Linked DNA regions of Gossypium arboreum: region 1 is linked to region 2. A link is a contact called in public Hi-C data. All regions are on one chromosome and are shown on one strand. The core of a region is the stretch at or near the end of the contact, and the rest is flanking DNA. Distances in the headings are between cores, read along the strand shown. Region 1 holds the start of LOC108477303. Region 2 holds the start of LOC108450508.

Region 1 (4,857 bases), core at 1,436-3,935, 150 kb before region 2:
TATATGTTATAAATTACATAATATATAAAAAATAATATAATATAAAATATTAAAATTTAAAAACGAGTTAGGCCGAGGAAGATTCAAAACTTAAATGCTCAAGCCCAAACTCAACCTATATTATTTTTTATCAAAATCTATTTTTAGGCCTAATATTTTTACCTAAACTTTTTCAAATTTAAACCACTTTTTTTTTCTAACTTAAGGATTGTAAATTTCTAATTCAAATAATATTTAAATTCCGGTTTAAAATTCAAGTCATGGAAGTAGTTTAATCATCCCATATATGAAAAAATTTAGAAAATAAGTAAATTCCGATCTAAGGTAACACAAATACCAAATATTATTTTTAGAGAATTGCAATGATTAAGGCCAATGTCGAAGACCTTCTCCAAGTGTGCGGCTGACAATCATCTGCTGTGGTAAGTGTAACACACAAGATACGACAACAATACAGTGTTTTATGGGTTTTAGATAACACACATATATACTATATTTGCCATGAATACAATCGATCTCTTAATTATCATTTTTTAAATAACTTTGGAAGATCTGGGAAGGATTATGTCTTCTATTCATATTAAAATATGCGTCACACAAATACTTGAAAAAAATCAGAGAAACATAAATTTTGGGAGAAAAAAGCCATCCCACCCCGCTTTAGACTTGCAGTCTTGGGGAATCATAGCGACGTTAGAATCAATAAGCATAACACTATCAATCTCCAATGAAAAAATTCACCAACATTGAAACCTGAGGCACATGGCATTTTAAACAAACACCCATACTCAACAATCAAGAAACACTTGAATCTTTCAAAACATATCAAAAAATATATAACAAAAAAACTATGATCAATATAAATAAAATAAAGAAAACATTCCATTCTTTGCTACTAGAGGAACATCTTTAGAAGGCCATAAACTAAAACAACACCATTCCTTCAACTCATTTCTCCAACTCCAACACACAAACCATTTTCACCCTAAAAACATTAGATTTCTAGAAATTAGAGTGAAAATGAACCTAATTCATAACAACTAGCACTATTGTTACAAAGTAGACAGATCCCAAGAACACTCACACGTCCTGCATTAGAGAATGTCATCATAGGCAACAATTTCTCTACCTTTAAATGGCAATTCTAACATTGAAGAACCATCATCAGTGGTTCTTGGGTTGACTATGGTTGATGCAAGCTTATTACTTCTTCCATGCCTGCTTAAAGGCACCTCAGGCCGCAAGAGCTTTGATGAAGATGTTGCCCCTTTATCGTTATTAGCATTAACCCCTATTCCGTCTCTCCATTGAGCTAAAGGATCGGTTGCCCACAAAACTTGAACCTGCAAGCAAAATCACAATTCAGAATTCAAACTTCTTGATGTTGAGCGTCAACTGCTAAGCTCTACATCTGAACTTCATCTCATTAAAAAGTAAAATTTTCAATTTAACAGACTCCTTTAGTTCAATTCAACCTCAAAGCTCTAAATTCTAACTTCAGTTCCTTGTTAAAGGTTAAAATTTCATTTCGATGAAGTTTTTAAGTTTCAATTCAACATTAAAGCTCCAAATTCTAACTCTTTTCTTTTCTTTTTTTGAAACTTCTAAATTCTAGCTTCAGTTCCTCATTATAGGATAAAACTTTAAATGTAATTCAATCTTTAAGTTTCAATTCAACCTTAAAGCTCTAAATTCTAACTTCGGTTCCTCATTAAAGGTAAAATTTTCAACTTAATTGACTCTTTTAGTTTCAATTCCACCTGAAAGCTCTAAATTCTAACTTCACTCTTTAAGCTTACAACTATAAAAGCTCTAAATTGTAAATTCAGCTCCTCATTAAAGAATTTTCAATTTGACTCTCTTAGTTTCAAATCAACCTTAAAGCTCTAATTGTAACTTGAGTTCCTCATTAAAGGATAATTAAATTTCCATTTAATTGACTCTTTTAGTTTCAATGCAACCTTAAAACTCTAAATTATAACACTTCAGTTCCTCTTTAAAGGTAAAAATTTCAAGTTAATCGACTCTCTTATTTTTAATTCAACCTTAAAGCTATCCAACTTGGTTAATTTACTCAAATTAGGATCAAAAGGAAGCACCGATTCAATTATAAAAAGTAACCAAACAAGAACTGAAAAACTAAACACAGTTAATTATATAATTACCCTTTTGGAATCAACGGTAATGCCGAAAGAGGAATCAAGGGAAGCCGCAATGGCGGACTCGGCGGATTCCTTAGAGCGGTATACAATGTAACCGACAGCATCACAATTGATGCGGATGCGAGAGATCGAACCGTAGATCTCAAACCTCGACTTCAAATCGAGCACCGAGCAATTCGGGGGAAGACCCATGACAATAACAGCCGGTGGCGGCTTTGGCTTGGCCTCATTCTCAGAAGACGGCGGAGGTGGCGGGTGAGGTGGCAGAGGACGACGCCGTTTAGAGATGGAAGCTGGGGCGTGACAGGAGAGGTAGGGTTTATCTCTCTTTCGAGACATGTTTTCAGAAAGAAAAAAAAAAGGGAAATAAATTGAGACGATAATTGAGAGCGAGAGATGGTGGAGTTAAGAGTTCGCGGGTTTTGTTCATAAATCATTCTTTCAAGTATGTGTTTGGAGATTGATAGTATCTTCGAAGTTCAAGTCAGCTTTCCAAATATAGTAAACTGTGCGGTTTAGGTTAAAAAAAAAAAAATAGCTTCAAATTCGTTTAAATGAGTCTACCTTTAGAAATATAAGAATTCACAACTAAAATTTTTCTAGGCATCAAAATAAAATGAAAGCAAACTCTGAAGAAGTAAAAAACAAACAAAAAATAAAAACTACAAAAAAGCAATAACACTCCAAGTGTTTAAGTAGATATTGTCACTATTACTCAAAAATAAAGTCAATACACATGAAAGGGAAATACCCTATTTATAGTTGAGCTTTTCATGATCCAACAGTCTAATTTAAAATACGTCAATTGTTGAGATTAAAGACAATCTACAAAGTAGAGATTCTTAAAGGAATTTACAAAAATTCTTTAAAATTACAAAATATTCACCCTAGTCTTGGAACTGTGATAAAGCCTCAGTTAGTTCCCAACTAGCTTTACTATCGAAAAGTCACTTCTATCGAACAAAGTACTTATGCCTCGGCCTAAAGTACTTCCGTCGAATCACTTGAACTATATTTCCCCTTTGTACATCTCGATTGTAAGAGTTCATCGCTCTTACTTGCCCCTATTGTGGCTTGCCTCAATCAAGATCCCCTTGATCAGCACAAATAAGCTTAGGCATGCCCATATTGAACATTGGGTTAACCTTGAGTTTTACCACCAACTTTGGTTTGTAAGTCCCTTGGCTTACCTACTTTAGAACTCTGAAAGGATCCTTGTTCCTTTGCCAAACCAACAATAAATCATAATGAAAACCACTAGAAAAGTGTTTGAGATTTACCTCAATCATAGCATTTACTCTGTTTAACTGCCTAGTTTGTATCACCACTTTTCTCACAAAGTTTGATGAACAACCGACCTCTCTCATAGGTGTTAGCCCTACTAATAACTCAACAGGATTCATATGGATTTTCCACACCTCTAGCATTTCCAATGAGGTCCTTTTGGCACTCCAATTTCCCAAGCCAACATTCCCACCATAAGGAATACCTTCAGCTAGCTGGATTACCAACAATATCTTGGTTTCACCCCTCATGTCTCAACTCACCGACATAATGCATTGTTGCTGATGAGTATCCAAGATGCATATGCAATCGGAAAAAGAAACCAAAAGAGCATTAATCTTGTCAAGGAAATTCAAGCCAAGAACAAAGTCATAATCATCTAAGTGAATTACCTCAAAGTCTTCCTTGCCTTTCCACTAACTAATCTATAACTCAAATTCTTGTGCTACTCTTACAAGTAGGACCTCTTTAGAATTAATAGTCTTGATCTTTTTAGTCAATTTGCTAATTAAGAGACCAAGTTTACCCATGGATTTTCCAAATATAAACAATTAGATACCCCTGTACCAACAAGATCACTCCCCCTTCAGCTTACGATATTAATGTCCACAAACATCAACCATTTTCTACTTGTGATCCCTCTTCGCTTTCACAGAATTGAGTGTCATTGATCCAAGCTTCAATACACTTTCCTCATTGGACTTTGCTTTCTCTTATTGATCGTGAATATCTCAGATCACTCTGGACAGTCCTGTATCATATGCAGTCCACAACATAATAAGCATTTTATTTGTGACACCCCTAATGTGACCCTAGTCGGAGAGTGGTTTTGGGACCACAAAACCGAGTCACAAGAATAATTAGGTGTTATATTCTGTGCTTATTGTATGTGGAATTTGTATGCGTAAATATTTCGTGCCTTGATTTTATTAATTAGGTGCTAATTTATAAGAAAGGACCCATGTGTTAGGACTTGAAAATGTGATAGGTGAATTTTTAAGTGGCCAAATAATGCATGAAGTAAAGACATGAGGGATTTGCATGTCAATTTAGCCAACTATAGGAAGTGGCCGGCCATGGTAATGAAGATGGGCAAAAGAAAACATGTCTTGAACATGTTTTGCTAATGGTGGATGTTAGAAATAATAAAATAAAGAGCATGGGCAAAGGGAACATGTTTCAAACATGTCTAGTTAATGGATCATGTTAGAAAGAATAAAGAAATGGAGAAAAAAGGGGAAATGATGAACAAAAAAAAAAGAGTGTGGATGCCCCCCCTTGTTGCCGTGAGTTGAGGAAAAAGAAAGGAGAAAAAAAAAATTTGTTGTTCATCCTTTCTCATTTTGTTACAATTGCCATGGCTTGAAAAGAAGAAGAAAAAAATGTTCATGTTTTCTTTCTTTTGCTATAG
Region 2 (5,485 bases), core at 125-2,624:
AAGGTCTTGATAGCTCCACAGAGGGAGCGAGATTTTTCCCTCTTGGTAGACAAGGCAAAGATTGTTAAGGAGGCCAAGTGCAATGAACGCAAAAAGAGGGACTAAAAGAAAGGTCGGACTAAGACTATGAGGGATACGGGGCCTTCTAGCTCTGTTCAGCGACCTAAGAAACGGGCCAGGTTTGATGGGCCTCCACAGGTTGAGGCACCAGCTGCTGTTACTAAGACTCGTGTTTGTGGAGATAGTGGTAGCACCATCCGAGCGAATGTTAGAGAAGGTTAGGAGCTTGTCTGGGATGCGGGTCTATATATATAGGTAATCGTGCAAGTTTAATCTTCCTTCAACATTTTTTTCATAATTTCATATTTTTAAAATATATTTTAGAGTTTTATAAATTTTAATATTTTTTATTCTAAATATTTTTAAAAAGAATTTTCGAATGATAAAGTATTGTGGGGTTATCATTTGACATATGACAAATAATGAATGGCTATAGATATTTTTATAAGATAGAAAGAATTAGAGTTAAAATGCAAAATTTCACCATGCTACCCGGAAGTATTAAAATTTATCACTTTACTTTATTCTGTCTAATATTGGCCCTATTAATTTGAGAATATGGTTAAAATTTTCAAATGAATTTTATGTGATTGAGTTTTATCATTAAAATTTGAATTTTGTTGAATTTTACCACTGATGTTGTTTTTAATTAAATTTTATATTGATTTTGATGATTTTAAAATGAATTTTAACAAGAAAATTAATTTTAAATATTTTATTTTAATAATTAACAATAAGCTAATTTATAAAATATTAAAAACTATTAAATTAACTTAAATTTTTATTTAATAAAGAAATACTTGAAAATAAAATAAAAATAAAAACAGAATAAGTTTACTTTTTTATATATAAATCATTGTTTTTCTATTATTATTTTTATTTTTAAGTATAATATTAATTTTATTAAAATTTCACTTCAAATTCTTTTAAATTAAAATTAAATAATAAAATTCAATTAAAAATAAAATTTTAGTAACAAACTTTAATAAAAGAAAAGCAAAGTGACAAAATTAAAAATAAAGTTAAAACATAATGGTAAATTATATTAAGCTCAAAAGTATAATGTCAAATACTAATAAAAAATCAGTACAGAAAAATTGAAGTAGTTAAAAAATCGATTAAATTATTTTTTTTAATATTGAAAAGAATTTTTAATTAAACCAACTAGAATGGTCAGACCGATAAATTGATGGCCTGACCAATTTAGTCAACGGTCTGATTTTAAAAATATTGGTCAATATTATAAAATGTTATGTCCTCATTTGGGAAAAGAACCTGGAGGACCAGAACGAATAAAAGGCATACTTTAGGACTAAATGATGCATTAAGGCATTAAAGAAAAATCTCTAATTGATTGTATCAATCTCACAAAGTCACAATGCTCCCCTTCCTCTCTAAAACCCCTTCATTAATGGGAGCAAAAAACAAAGTTCCAATAGCCCCAATTTCGTAGTTTAGAATGGCTACTGTATCACCAGCAATTGCAACTTCGCCACAGCCATTATCATTCTATTTGAAGAAAACCCATCTCAATATCTTACCCTCCCATTTACATGGCCCTACTGCTCGAAGCAATGACCTCTTTTTAAGGTCAAAATTTCAAAACCGGAAGTATTTTCCAATTCCTTCGACCCGAATTAAAGCTTCCTCAAATGGGTTTCTTAATTCAGCTCATACAAGCAAAGAAGATGAAATATTGCCTTCTTTTGAGGAGGCTCCAGTGAAAATCCTCTGCTGGGTTGTCTTCTGGGCTTCTTTGTCTCTTGTTTGGTACGCTGCATCTGGGGACGCTAAAGCGGCTACTGTTGCTGCCGACTCCATTAGAGCTTCAAGCTTTGGCCTCAAGATTGCCAATGCGTTGCGTGGCTTGGGTTGGCCTGATGAGGCCGTGGTTTTCACTCTTGCAACGCTTCCTATTCTTGAGCTTCGGGGAGCTATTCCTCTTGGTTACTGGATGCAACTCAAGCCTACACTCCTGACAATATTATCTATTCTTGGGTTAGCTTTATTTTCTTTTTCGTTAATTGAGGATCTTTCAAGTCTTTAGTTCATTATAGCTTCATGTTTATAGAGTTGAGCTTAATTGTTGTGAAAGATTTTGTTTTGACCAGTTTGCTTATGGAAAATTTTGCTTCAATAGTTTCCATAGAATGCATACTTGTCACTGAAATTTTAAGTCAAGGTAGCATTTTTTTGTTTTTTGTTTTTAATAATACTGAAAGTTATTCATAGGGATGTAAAATAGGCAAATATGCTGGTAAGCTATTTGGGTTAGTTTAAGGAGTAAAATTTATATTTGGTTTGATTACTCTGAAGTCAAGCTTGAGCAATTTGAGATATTGAACGAGCTAATTTTACTATTCTAATGCATGTGCTTGAGTGTACTAAAAATTAACAGTTAATTTCTTATGCATAATTGTTCTGGGAAATTAAATAAGCTGATGATAATTTTTTTTTTCTAAAAGTAACATTAAACTGCAGGAATATGGTTCCAGTGCCATTCATTGTACTTTACCTGAAAAGATTTACTACATTTCTTGCTGGGAAAAACCAGTTTGCATCTCAGTTACTTAACAGTCTCTTTGAGAGAGCCAGACAGAAGGCTGGGCCAGTGGAAGAATTTCAATGGCTTGGCCTAATGCTTTTTGTGGCTGTTCCTTTCCCCGGAACTGGAGCATGGACTGGAGCCATTGTAGCTTCGATTCTTGAAATACCCTTCTGGTCAGCTGTATCAGCCAATTTCGTTGGTGTTGTGTTTGCCGGGCTTCTCGTAAACTTGCTGGTGAACCTCGGTCTCAGGTACGCCATTGTGACCGGTATCTTTCTCTTCTTTATATCGACTTTTATGTGGCAAATCCTTCGGAATATTAAGATGTCTTCGAGCGCATCAAACTAATGTTGAATTACTTATTGAAATTGCCCCTTTTTCTTTTAGCATGTCTGGATTTGTATGATTCATCTATCAGAATCTTAAAGGGCATCTCTGTTATATATGCAAACCCTTATTCAATAATTAAGATTGTGATTTTTAGGAGCAGAGACTTAGAACTATACATGGTCTTCATTTTCTTGTTATCCGTGATCCTTGAAAACATGAAAAAGTGTAGAAAATTGAACATTATATCTCACATCCCGACTCCAAGCTGCATGGAATTCAACCATTAGTAGGCAAAGTCATGTGTTAAATCCTCTGTCAGTCTGTGAGATTGAATGAAAATTAATCGAATCAGTTGGATTTTCCAACATCCTTTGCAAAGTGAACACCGTTACTATATTGCTTCAACTATTCATTTTCTTAAGCATTTACGCCGGGTTCTATATGAATATGATCTCCAAAAATGAAAAAATAAAATAAAATAAAAATTCTATACATTTACAGGTTTACAGAAAAATCTCAACGGGCTAAACACAATGATAACGTGAAGGTCAATTTCTGCGGATTTAATATTTGTACTTCACTTTGATCAATTTTTATCCGAGTATTTTTTGGTTTTTGAAATTTTAGTCTTGAACAAATTGTATAAGTTAAACCTGTTTAGTTAAATTTTATTATTAGTTTTGTATTATATTTAAAGTTGTAGTTTTAGCCCATATTCTCCAATTGGATAATTTTTAATTTCTATATTTTTGAAATCTGAAATTTCAGTTATAATGCAAACAATAGTCCTTTAATCTATTAATTGGTTTTTATAAGTAAAATGTAAGAACAAGTTGATATATCATTACGCATGTGATAATATGCTGGTCGCATCAATTTTTGAAAACTGCAAAATTTAATAAATTTAATAGTTATCATTTAGTTAAAAGCTAAAATTTTAAAAGTACCAAAGATTGAAAAATGACCAAATTACTAATGCACAATATAAGAATATAAGTACTAATAGTAGAATTTAATTTAAAAACAAGATAGTAATAGTATTTTGAGTAAACTACTCAATTAATAACCCTAAAATAGGGTTAATTCTATTTTGGTCATTCTACTTTTTTTTGTTAATTTAGTCACTGTTATTAGAAAAATTATTCAAAATGATCACTTAACCATTATCTCATTAATGGATTGCTAACTAAACTTGCTAAAAGAGAAAATTATTCTTTTAATCTTTTTAAAAATTGCAAGATTTTAAATTAACCCCTTTTAAGTCCTCATAAAAATCCATGTTAAATAACATCAAAAGAATGCTAGATCTATGTTAAATAACATCAAAAGAATGCTAGATCCAGCTTTTAATATGCTTCTGCTATCATCTTCCCCCACTATCTCCTCTGCTTCTTCCAATCTTAAAATTGAAGTAAATTTCTTAACTGTGCATGTTTTCTAACACTTTAAAAAATAAAAATAAAACCATTTAAAAATTAAAAATATAAAAAATTTCAAACTTATTTATAAAAATTGAATATTTAAATTCTTAGAAAAATTCAAAATTTTCTAAAATAATATATAATATTTCAAGAAAATATATAAAAGCTCAAAATATTGAAAAAATTATAAAATTATAAAAATTTAAAAATATATAGAAAATTCAAAATTTTAAAAGAAATTAAAAATGGTATATGATGTTGAAGGGGCATGTTGCACCACACACAAGTTGTGGTGCGGCACGAAGACTTCAAATGTAAAATGGGTAATATTAGGGCATCGTGTCGCGCAATGCATAGGCTATGTGGCGACACGCCTGTGTTTTCAGCCGAAATCGGGTCATTTCAAGCATAAAGCCTATTGAAATTCTATTTATAACCGCTGGTTTTAGGTATAAGAATACATAATCTAAAACACCTAAAAGAGAGAAAAAAAATCCCTTTGGAACCACCACGCGTCTTCCCCACCATTGAGCCTTGATCTTTCGCACTTTTAACATCTGATTCACCTAAGTAAGTGTCCATGCCCTTTTTTCATTTTAGTTTTCATACTACATCGATCAAGAATCAAAGCTTGTCGAAAATCACCCAAGGTATTGTGCTTGAAACTTGTTCTTTATCATTTTTATTCCTTGGGTTAGTTGTTATTATACTTTAATTTTAATATGGAACCATGAAAACAACCACGATCCATTCAAGCAGCGATTAATCTCAAGGTCAATCGCTTCCATGATGCGAAAGTTGAACGGTTCTTTCTTCAAATGAGTGGACCATCGTTTATATAAGAACGTGGGTTTTATCCCACAATGCGGCATGTGATGAAATATGGGAGTTGATATAGTTCCATCATTGGAATAAATTCTTTGCAACCCCGACTGAACCGACAGTTGACGCAGTAGTTTATGAATTCTACACCTTCTTAAAATATAAAGAGAATCGCAAACAGTGGGGCCGAGACGATCATTCATATGTTCGTTTGAAGGAAAGAGGTGTCGATTGCACAGCACACAATTTGTCAATATTATGATGCCTTGTATTATACCCATGACCATTTAGAAATGTTAACTTT

The links. Hi-C and Micro-C count contacts between places; a contact is called where the count stands out from the background.
Region 1: a contact with region 2 is called in a Hi-C map of leaf, with 3 times the contacts expected there. The contact joins the promoter of LOC108477303 here to the promoter of LOC108450508 in region 2. A contact is called at or near these places in 2 of 5 Hi-C or Micro-C datasets (both in leaf).

What each region holds. Positions count from the first base shown.
Region 1 is chr5:69,689,318-69,694,174 of ASM2569848v2, reverse strand. LOC108477303 reads right to left here and starts at 2,685. Exons shown (of 2, transcript XM_017779805.2): 1 at 2,166-2,685; 2 at 769-1,343. The coding sequence starts at 2,501. The coding sequence ends at 1,095.
Region 2 is chr5:69,533,274-69,538,758 of ASM2569848v2, reverse strand. It overlaps LOC108450508, which reads left to right and starts at 1,374. Exons shown (of 3, transcript XM_017748166.2): 1 at 1,374-2,058; 2 at 2,542-2,859; 3 at 3,440-3,626. The coding sequence starts at 1,520. The coding sequence ends at 3,524. LOC128293345 (a long non-coding RNA gene) reads left to right here and starts at 4,647. Exons shown (of 2, transcript XR_008283527.1): 1 at 4,647-5,009.